Linked DNA regions of Gossypium hirsutum: region 1 is linked to region 2. Evidence: chromatin contacts called from public Hi-C data. All regions are on one chromosome and are shown on one strand. Each heading gives the region's core, a stretch centred on a gene start, on an enhancer-like site or on the middle of the called end of the contact. The rest is flanking DNA. Distances are from core to core; before and after follow the strand shown.

The links. Hi-C and Micro-C count contacts between places; a contact is called where the count stands out from the background.
Region 1: a contact with region 2 is called in a Hi-C map of leaf, with 2.6 times the contacts expected there. The contact joins the promoter of LOC107888720 here to the enhancer-like site in region 2. A contact is called at or near these places in 12 of 34 Hi-C or Micro-C datasets (anther, callus, fibers and 3 more).

Annotation. Positions count from the first base shown.
Region 1 is chrA09:15,384,085-15,390,235 of Gossypium_hirsutum_v2.1, forward strand. LOC107888720 reads left to right here and starts at 4,753. Exons shown (of 2, transcript XM_041077803.1): 1 at 4,753-5,844; 2 at 6,029-6,151. The coding sequence starts at 4,879. The coding sequence ends at 5,781. LOC107888721 reads left to right here and starts at 1,090. Exons shown (of 2, transcript XM_041077804.1): 1 at 1,090-2,592. The coding sequence starts at 1,657. The coding sequence ends at 2,556.
Region 2 is chrA09:15,294,631-15,300,049 of Gossypium_hirsutum_v2.1, forward strand. No RefSeq gene overlaps it. Among protein-coding and RNA genes, the nearest start is that of LOC121206861, 27 kb to the right of the region's middle. Within about 2 kb of position 2,846, at least 4 of the 9 cell types and tissues checked have an H3K27ac peak or open chromatin away from gene starts, as enhancers often do. A contact at or near this core is called in hypocotyl and leaf, where this site is marked.

The DNA.
Region 1 (6,151 bases), core at 3,503-6,002, 91 kb after region 2:
AATTGATATATCTTTTTTAAATATTTATTTATTTTTAATATTTTACTATACTTATTAATTTTTTAATCCTAATTTTAATTTAATTTTTATCACATAATGAATGCTGATAAATTTATTTCAGATGTATTTTGACTAGATAAATAATCTATTTAAACATAGTATATAATTATATTAAATAAGTTTTTTTATGAAAATATATAATATACATTAAATATAATAATTATTTTTCATATTTTTATATCTAAATTAAATTACATTAGTAGTCACTTAATTATAATTTTTTGGCTATCGAATTATAAGAATTTATAAAATGATCACTCAACTATTAGTAATTTTTTAAATATTTATTTTTTAATATTTTACCATACTCATTTTATATTTTATAATTTTTTTACTTATAGAGTTTAAAAGTTTTATTTATAATGTAACAAATGTTAACTTTTTGTAAAAAAATTTAAATTCTATAAGTAAAAAAATATAAAATATAGTATACTCTTTAATATTATGTTATTAGTTAAAAGATGAAGGAACCCCACATTGTTTAGGAACAAGCTGTAAACCTATTCATGAGTTTATATATACATATGTTTCATATCACACATTGCTTAAAAAAATAAGGGAAATAAGACTTTGGGTTTATATAAAGATATGCTTTGTAAGTTTTATTTCCATATTAATTGGTGACACCTTAAAATAAGAAAAAAATAATGTTTTCACTTTGGTCTTTATAAAAGATTATTCTCTTAAATTTTTTAAAAAATTGATCTATTTTTATAATTTAAAAAAAATAATATTTTTTAAAAATTTAATCTGAGAACGGACAAAAGAACTCCAACATCAGCTTGTTTTTTACGTTTTATTCTGACATGACAAAATCACTCCCATAAAAGCACGTTTTATTAAAATTTACCTAAAAACGCTTTTACGTGAATATATTTTATTATTTTCGACCTTTTTGATAAATAATAAAAAAATTAACCTATTTTTATAAATAAAATTAGAAATGGGCGTTTATAGATAAAATAATGATTATTTTGTTCAGTAGGGTTGGGAAAATATCAAGGTTGGCAATCACACGCTCCAGTGCAGAAAAGTGGAACTGACGGTCAACTGAACTTTCTCTTTCATAACAAATAAAACTATTACACGTGTTGCATAATCAGGAACCTACCTCATACATTTTTTTTTAGAAAAACCAAAAAAATCAAAAAGGCGGAAAAAAAATTAAAAGCCCACTCCACTTCAAACAGAATATTTATGCCGTCCCCCCGAGGTACGGCCACGTGTATCCGTCTTTTACGCAGTTCTCGACACGTCCTTATTTTTTGTTGGCTAACAGGATGGGCCAATCACAGGCTTCGAACACGCCAAAACAGGTAACTTTATTTTTTTGCTACGGCCCCATTGGGTTTCGGCCAATCAAATCTCGTCACTGTTTCAAGTTTCGCAGTAGGACACGCGTACTCCTCTGATCTTGGACACGATTGCTGCCGCTATGATTATCGCTTCACCTCCGGTAAAGCCTTTGCCCTTAGATGAAAAAAAAAGAAAAAAAATAATAGAAAGATAAAATAAAATCCGAAGATAAGATAAAACAAAGAGAGAGAAAGAGAGCGCAGGGTTTGTGAGGTTTTTTTAATTTTTTTGGAAGGAGGAATGGAGGGCGGGGATCAATGGAGGATGCTAAAATGCGCTGGGGGTGTACAAGATAAGACGATAATCAACCGGATAATGCTCAGATTCAGGCCGATTGCTCCAAAACCGGTGACCGGAGACTCAGCTTCCGGTGAGTCGACGTTTGGTAACAAGAACTCAGGTGTTACAAGCATGAGAGTGAAGAGAAAATACGTTAGGTTTTGTGCGAAGAATAATAGGAGAAGAAGAGCCTTGGATGAAGCTAAAGACGATAAGGATGGAAATAAGGGTTCCGTAACCCTGCAGTTGATGCCTGAGAGAGCTGATCTAGAGAAATCAGCGGTTGTTGATAGCTCAGGGGCTGGTGATCATGATCTCGATCGGACGGTTGGTGATGATTATCATCAATCTCATGAGGACCCGCCGCTGCTGTGCTTGAAGTTGCAGAAAATGGTTGCAACAGATCAAGAAGTGGCGGCTGCGGTGATGGGGTTGTCGGATCAGGCGACGGGGAGGAAAGTGAGTGTTGTGGAGTCATGGGTGACGGTGGAGAGCATAACAGACAGCTGCATGGATGAAGGAGACATGGGGAGCTGTACGGACGTGGATAGAATGAGGAATCTGGATAAGGACACGTATCCAGGGTTCATATCGGACGGTTGGCACCGTGTTTTGTGGGTGAACGAGGCGTTCAAGAGCATGGTGGGCGGAGAAGGGGCTGAAACCGCGGTGGGGTTGGTGGTGAAAGAAGGGTTTAAATTCCCACAGGGTGCATTCTCGTGCCGGGTAGGGTTACGGTACGGAGATGGAAAGGGAAAGAAAAAGCAATCGAAAATGGTTCCTTGCGATGTGTGGAAGATGAGCTTTGGCGGATTTGCATGGAGGCTCGATGTTAAGGCTGCTCTCAGTTTGGGACTCTAACGATGGGAACCCAACCCATTCCCATAGTTTTTGCAGGTAATTTAAACTCCTTTTTTTTTTTCAAAACAAATTATACAACAACAATAAGGGTTAAATAAAGTATTTTTTTTCTTTAATATATATGGATTATAAAAGATCAGATTAGGAGGGAGGGAATGAGATTGATAATGTATTGGTAAAGGGAAAAAAATAAAGAGAAAAATCAAATATATACTAACAAATAATAACGTGGTAGGTTTTAGTCTTTCAATTCTAATGGGGATTCATTATTTTTTAGGAGTCGTGTTTACATTGACAATCTAAGACCATATAAAAGCTTTATTTAGATAAAAACATGAGTCACATAGGGATAGGGTTTGACCATATAAGGTTAACCATTTAGTTAACTTTATTATTACTTATAATTTCATATAACATTTTTTAAAAAAAATTGAGACTTGTAACCAAAAATAAAATAAAAGATAAATTCGAATATAAATTATTGATAGAAAAAACCAAGTAAAAATATGAGTAAAATTGAAGACATTAACAAATAAAAAAAATAACAGGAAGAATAATGCAATTAATAAAACATTGAAGCTAATTTTTAATGTAAAAGTGTTTTTAAGTACAATCAATCAATGCTTATAAATAGACCATTTCATGGACCAGAAAAGGAAGGCCCTTTCCATAGGAAATAAATCTTAGAGAGATATATTAAATACATTATTTGAAATTAATGTTGTATTAAATATAGTTATGATTTTTAATATGTCACACATTTACAAATCTAAAATAAAAAATGAAACCTCAATCAATGCATATATTTTTATGTATTAAATAGCATAAAGTATATTTATGTTGTTTTAAATAAATAAATAAATAAAACAATAAAACGTAAGAAAATCCTTGTAAATTTAAAAACAAAAATTATTTATAGCTTAGCTAATATAATGATTGAATTAAAAAAAAGAGTATCTCAAGTCACTCTTAAGTTTTTAACTTTAAGGTGAATCGATCCTAAAATACGATGCCTAAAATTAAAAGCAAACACAGAATTTGTTTTAGGAAGGCATTTTTAATAGTAACTGTGTTTCTTGTAGTAAAAAACAATGTTATTATTAAAATAATCTGAAAGTAATTATGAAATAAGCACGTGGCAACAGCAGACATCCCCAACCAACCCGTTTTCCCATCCCATAATGCGAACACCTTTCAAATAAAATCGGATGACGTCACAAATCTTTAACCCATAATATCCATTCACATCTTTATCGAATCCGCCACGCGTCCCTCTTCCTACTTTCTTGTTTCCTTTCATTATATCAACTCTTCCACGCGCCATTTTTTGCCAAGTGACCCTCACTCCATTTAACTATTCACTTCCAACTTTACATAGATATTCCTCTTCGATTCTTTTATTTTTAGTGAAAATTATTTTATTAATTCTTATTAGGTTTGTTACATACATAAACTTTTCAAATATATATATTTAGTTGTTTCTTTTTTAAATATATAAAATATTATTTTATATATATAATAACCTTAAAGAACGTGAAATTAATAATTTTTATATCTTTAAAAAATAAATTTTATTTTATGAATAAAAGTTAGTAATTCCATCGGATGTAATTACATGTGTTTAGCTATTTATTATAATTAGTGGTTTTATTGAGGTGAAGGAATTACAATTTCTTTAATTGCAAGGTGTAATTATAATTCTTACAATTGTTAAAAAAATTCATTTTCTGTTGAATTTTTTAATAATTTGGTTATAAATTTATTTTTATAGTAAATTTGTAAAAGAGATTTGAAAATTTACTACTGTGATTAGTTGGAAGGAAGGTGGGATCACGGCGAGAAGTGGCGAGTGGAGGCATTAAGATATGAAACAATAGGCACCGAATTTAGAGGTAGAAAGCTAATGAACAAGGACCATGTGTCCACTTTCTCGAACCTCCCCCTTTTGTGCTCTTTTCCATTTCATTCAACAGTAGAAAAATACTCTGCTCTCTAGACAATGCCCACGTGTCCCTCTCTTTCGGCAGTGCTGTACACTAGCCTTCTTCCCATTGGTTCTGTCTGTGGACCCTCTTACTTTTCATTTGGGTTCCACCTCTTAACTTTCGACCAATCAAAACACTCAGCTGTTCCTTTCTTGCCCTAGCCACGTGTTGCTTCTCTGTTAATTTGCCGCTAGATTATCGCTTCTCATAACCAAAACCCTCTGGAAAAAAAAAAAAAAGGGAAGCGGAGCAGAGTTAGCTACACAGGTGGGAAGCGACAAGAAGGGAAGCGAAGCTTTGATTCTATTCTGGAGGTGGTTTAAACGGCGTCAGAGAGATGAACGGTGAAGAGAAGCGGAGCAGGGTTAGCTACGCAGGTGGTGCACCAGATAAGATGGTGATAAACCCGATAATGTTAAGATTCCGGCCGATAGCCCCTAAACCGGTTTCCGGTGAGTCAGGTTCTGATGGGGTTCGGTTTGATAACAAAAATTTGTTGCTTTGTAATCCAAGAGCTAAAAGAAAGTACGTTAGGGTTCGAAAGAATAATATGAGAAGAAAGAAAAGATCATCGTCAGATCAAGCTCATCATGATGAAGCTTCAAACAATCCTCAGACGATTGTTACTTTGCAGCTATTGCCTGAGAAAACTGAAGGGAACGGATCGATTAACAATCAAAACGGTAGAGTTTTGGGGGAAAATCAAGATCCACTTTATTTATGTAACTTGAACTTCAATAACCGTTGGGTTGATCGTTTGGGAGCTGTGGAAGAACCTAATCGGACGGTTCTGATGAGTCAAACGAGGAAAGCAACGGTGGTGGAGTCGTGGGTGACGGTGGAGAGCGTGACGGACAGTTGCATGGAAGTGAGACAGCTAGGGAGTACGGACGTGGAGATGATAAAGAATCTGGAGAGTGACACGTGTCCAGGGTTTATATCAGATGGTTTGAATAGGGTTCAGTGGGTTAATGGAGCTTACAAGAGGATGTTGATGGTAGTAGGGGAAGCAAATGACGGCCGGCCGCCACCGGAGATAATGGTCTGGCTTGTGTTCAAACAAGAATTGCCTAGGTTTTGCACTGCATTTTCATGCAAGGTAAGGTTGCAGTATACATGGCACAAGGAGAAGTTCTCAAGGATGTTGCCATGTGATGTCTGGAAAATGGAAGGCAGTGGTGGTGGTGGTTGTTTAGCGTGGCGGCTGGACGTCGAGGCTGCTCTCAGTCTCGGCCGGTGAGGGAAATGAGGATTCAAAGGAGTAAATAAGGGGGGAAATGAAGCAAATTAATAGAATAATCAGGTAATGTGGACTGTTTATTTTAGTAAAAAGAAGAGAATTCAACAGAAAAAATGAAGACTAAACACAAAGCAAACAAGCAAAAACAAATGGGGTGAATTATTAACTATTAACCAATCAATCTCCATATTCTTAGGAATCCTGAACTCTTGAATTTTGCTTTTATTAAATCTATATTTTTGTGTAGTTTATAGTGTTAGTAGCAAAGTGTTGGGTTGGCAAAGCAAGATTTGCTGGCAGCTGGTACGAATAACTTTCCTTTTTCTTTTTCATCTCTTAATTTTATTGGGACAAGTATTGGACAGGTGGT
Region 2 (5,419 bases), core at 1,596-4,095:
TATTTACCGTATAGTCATGTCCCATCTACTTGCACAAACGGCTTGCAGTGGGGAAATGCACGCACGCATGGATCAAACATCAGAACATCCGTTGAAAAATTCTTTTTTCCGGTTGTAGTTGGTCATCTGGGCCGTAATAAAGTCGTGTCTGCAACTCAATGATAGTTCCTGGCATGTACTCCCGCATAACGGCTATCCATCCCTGTAACTCATTGTACGATGTATCGAAATCTCCGTACAATTACTCCATTGCCATCTGTTTAGCTATCCATGCCTTCCAGTATGATACTCGATACTAGAATCGTGCCTGCATTTCGACAATCAGTACTAAAACTTTAATGGTCGGCATGTCTTTCACCATTGGCATGATGCACGTACAAATAGTTTTGGAATTAAGTTTTCGATGATCTTTTGTCATACGTGTTAAAGTGCATGTGCAAGACCCAATAAATTTTCGTATCTCCCACATCTGTGATTTCTGGATATATGTAGCTTGTATCGGCCAATTGTAGCCTTCCGCAAACACTCCCCAATATATAATGTCGGTTTAGACACGGTGACTTTATAGTCCACTGATATATTCATGCTATATCGCTTAATGGAAAATACGCACTCTTCCTTACTTTTGAATCTCTGGCCTACAAACAACTCCTCAAGATCGGAATCTACAGCCAGCTAGTGAGCAGGTAGTATTTCAGGGTACTCCAGGAACTCAGCCGCGTGCACCACATCGGGGTCTATCCGAGATATGTGTGTTTCAAGATTATTGTGTATCACAATACGACGAATCTGGTTCCTGATTGAAGACGCATTAACATTTCCATCGTCATTCACACCTTCGTCGTCAATATCATCCGGTACCTCGTCCACATCGGGATCACTATCACTATCGACCTCGTGATTAGAAGGATCACTACTATGGTATACATTATCACCAACCACATTAATCTCGGGTGCAACATTAATATCAATGTCGATCCTATGTATAGTTGATTGACTATCAACGTACGATATCAGAACCACCATACACGGCTCTTGAGCTCCATCTTCTTCACCTAATGAAGTGGGATCTTTAGTTGGCTCCACACCAGCTAACTCAGCAAATAATTGAATCAGTGTATTTTGGTTGCTCTGAGTCCCACAATAAAGAGCGACCATTGTCTCCACGTCTTCATCGTCTACAAGTTCCATTTCGGTGAATTTTATGGGATCCGTCGAAACTGGAAACTTGTAGAAAAGTTTTGAGATCCTTCTCCCACAACGTCTATAAATTTTTTCACTAATTCTTTTCTTCATATCATCAAACTAGATATTTTTATTAAATTTCATTACTACTTGTTTGCGACATTCAAATATATATCCCATGGTTGTTGTCAAAATTTCTTCATCGAAATAAACGCATACCAAAAATTAATTCTCCATTTTCAATACTAGATCTGTTAAAAAAAATTTAAAATTCTCAAAACAGTTTCGAATAGCAAAAAAGTTACATAAAATTTTTAATGCAAAATTTTTCATTCAGAAACTAACAAAATTAATAATCTAACAAAATAACTTTTAAATAATAAAATTACTAACAAAACTCTACATTCTATTTAAAAAGAAATGAACTAAAATACTTTATTCTTTTTTTTTTGTTTTCCTTTCTTTCTTTCTTCTACTTATCTTCTTAGTTCTGTTCTGTTAACTTTTGTGTATATCTTCTGCTCATTTGATTTTCGGGGGAGTATATATATGGGAAAAATTAAGCACCAGTCACGCCTACCAGATAGGCGCCACTTACCCTATATCATTTTTTGTATCCTTACACAAGTCATATACTGATCCGGGAAAAAAATACAAGCAGTGGCGCCTATGAGAAAGGCGCCACCAATAAAATAATAATTTAAAAAAACAAAAAAAATATATCTTAATATAAAAAAAAGTGGTTACGCCTATCAGATAGGCACGACCCAAAAAAACATACTATTTTCGTATATAATCCAACATACAACCTATTTCAGTATTTAATTTTTTTTAAAATTATTTAGGTAAATTAACCAGGGATATATTACTAGATTTTGCAAGAAAGAACAATTTTATTAAATTTTTTTTATTAAAAACTAATATTGATAGATCAGTAATAAATTTGTGTTTTAATATTATTGAATATGCGTTTGATTTTATATTTAATTAATTAGAATTATAATATTAAAAATTAAAATACGCTCAAATATAAATTCGAATAAATTTAGATTAAACTAACGTATGATGAGATTTAAATCCATAATAATTTAAGAAAAAACTCATGCGAATATTAAAATAAATTTTCTAAAATTAAAAAACTAATTACAAATTTTGGCCTTTCAAATTATGATTTTTTTAAAACAGTAAATGTTTTTGGGGAAAAATAATATTTATTTAATTTTTAGATTTTTAAATAAGATAATTTTTTAGTAGATTGACAATGAAATTTTTAATTGCATAGGCAAATTAAATATATAAATAGACTTATAAATTGTGTACATTTCGCTGCAACAAATAATAATATATTTTGTAAATAAAAATATTTCATTAACCAAAATAAATTTTCCTAAAATGACATAAGAAAATAATTTCTATACCAACCATTTTGGGCAAAACAAACAAACCAAATTAACTATTTTTTTTAAAAAAAAATAGTGGAATAAACATTTGATGATGCCACGTTTGACCAGCAAAAAATGACAAGAAAGAGTGAACTGGACCTTTGCAAATTCTAAACCTTTCATTGGACGACACAGCTGCTAAATTACAGGACAGGACAGGACAGATCCTTTCGAACACAAATATAACCAATCAGCTTTTACCTCGTCACATCACAAATCTATCCCAAAGATACGCCCCTTCTATCTCACGTTCCACGCGTCCTCTCCCATACGATCATCTGTTCCCAACAGTTCTCAGATGCCCCTTTCTCCCATCCCCGCGCGTGCCAACACACTCTTTTGGATAAGCAATCATTATCATTTGTTCAATATCTATTATTTCTAAATTGACCCCCAAATATTCATTATTTTACAATTTGGTGTCACAGTAACCTAACACCAATTCGGTGAAAACTGACCATTTCTTTTTATAAAAATGAATAAATAGTACCTTTTGGAAAATTCACCCTTTTTTTCTTTTTATGTTTATTAAAATTATGCAAAGAAAGAACGAGAGTAGGGGTAAATTGAATATATATTATCAATTGGATTATAATTTTTAAATTACAACTTTAAATATTGAAATACCATGTATTCAAGTTTAATGAAAATCGATTAATGTTGTTATTAGTTGGACTTTATTTTTAGAATTAGACAATTGGAATGCTAAAAAATATTTTTAAATTCCAAAAAAGAAAAAGTACATAGATATGAGCATATTTAAACGAAGAAAGACATCAAAAGATGACAGAAAGGGAAATAAAAGGAAAAAGAATAAAAGAATGAAAAGTATTTGTGTTAAGTTTCGTATTAATCTTTTATGCAGTAATATTTGTTTGTTGATATTTGTTTTAGACTATCTATATAAGTCTTAAAGACTGTTGGATATATAAGAAAATTTTAACAAAAGTATGAAGTTCGAAAAATTAGCTTGTGTATAAAAAGTTAGACATGTTTAAAATATAGGTTTGATTTAGGTTTCAATATTTAAGGCCTAAACTTGACTTGACTCTGTCCATTTTATACTTGTGTAATATATTTTTTATTTTATTTTTATATATTATAATTTATATCTCATAAAATTACATATATAATACTACAAAAATTTTAAAAAATATTTTTTCCAAAAGCTAAAAATATGTTAAGTTTCTAAATTTGAAATTTTAATAAAATAAATATATCTAAATTATTAATTATTAAATTTAAAATAAAATGAGTAGACTTAAAATGGATTTGATTAGCCATTTATAAAAAACGATTAGCTTGGGCAAAATTTAGACTCCTGTTTCGAACTATGTCAAGCTTGGTCAAATATAAAGTGTACTAATTCATATATATAAGTTGTAACACCCCCTCACCTGTCCCCATATCCGGTACAAATGGGAGATGCCATCGGAGTACTATCGAAACCCTTTTAAAACGAGTTTGGAAAAATCGGGTTCGACTTTTTGAAAAATGAAAAAAATAGGAGTCGCCACCAATCAGTTTAAGTGTGATTGAACCACCTTCAAACCACTTTTTGTTTGAAATCATTTGCTTTGGTCTATGAAATCAAGAAAACGGATTCGGGAATCGGTTACATACGAAGAAGGGTTAGCACCCTCGTAACGCCCAAAAAAAATTGATACCAAATTGAATAACTTTCCGTCTTTAATACTAGAATTTTGAAAGTATTTAAAAATATGATCCTTTTTGAAATTAAAATAGTTCGAGTTGAAAACCGAGATTTCTTCGCTCCAAAAGAATACGAATATCACATCCAGCATGATAAGACACAATATTCTAAAACTCTTATAACTGAAGTCACCTCGTAATTTATAAGATCGTTTAGAAGGGTATTTTAGGCATTTAGACAAACGGGAAATTGCAACCCAGCATGTTAGGGCACTACTTCCCGAATTCCTAACTACCAAAAACATTGCCTTATCCTTTTTTAAAAAAATCTTTTTAAATCAAATGAAATATATATATAAAAAAATTCTTTAAAGTGATGATGCATTTAACATATTACAAAGGATTAATATTAAATAAATTAACCCACATGGTATCTATTTTAACATTCCATGCAAATATAATAAAGATGACAAATAAGGACATAAATTACACAATATGTTATCATTTTGCACATATATGATCATAGATAATATAAAATATACATGCATTGTCACTACATGCAAAATACAACAATAGGCATAATGAACACAGCAATATAAATTGCATAATATATATGCAATAATGCAAATGTAACTTAAATCAACATAAATAATTAATTTCCATGCAAATATGTAAAAACAAATAAAATAACAAATAATCTATAAAAATTTAACACACTAAAACAATACTAAAAAAATAAAAATAAAAATAAATTATAAACTTATTAAAGGTAAATTAAATAAGATAATAATAAGGATATTTAAAAAAATTAAGAATAATATAAGAATGATAAATGAGTATCTCTTTTTTTAATATGATATATACATATAAATTATATTATAAGATACAATAATTTAATATATGGAAAATGTACTAAATATTGATATTACATATATTCCTTTAATAATAAATTGAAAAACATATATAATTAATAGGTAATAAGATAATGTATATTTTATAATAAAATAAATGTAATATATAGAATAATGTATGGTATAACATGCAATAAAATTTATAAACACAATATATAATGATATAAACTATATGATAGATAAAGTATAAAATGATAAATATGATATTATAAATAATTTTACATATAA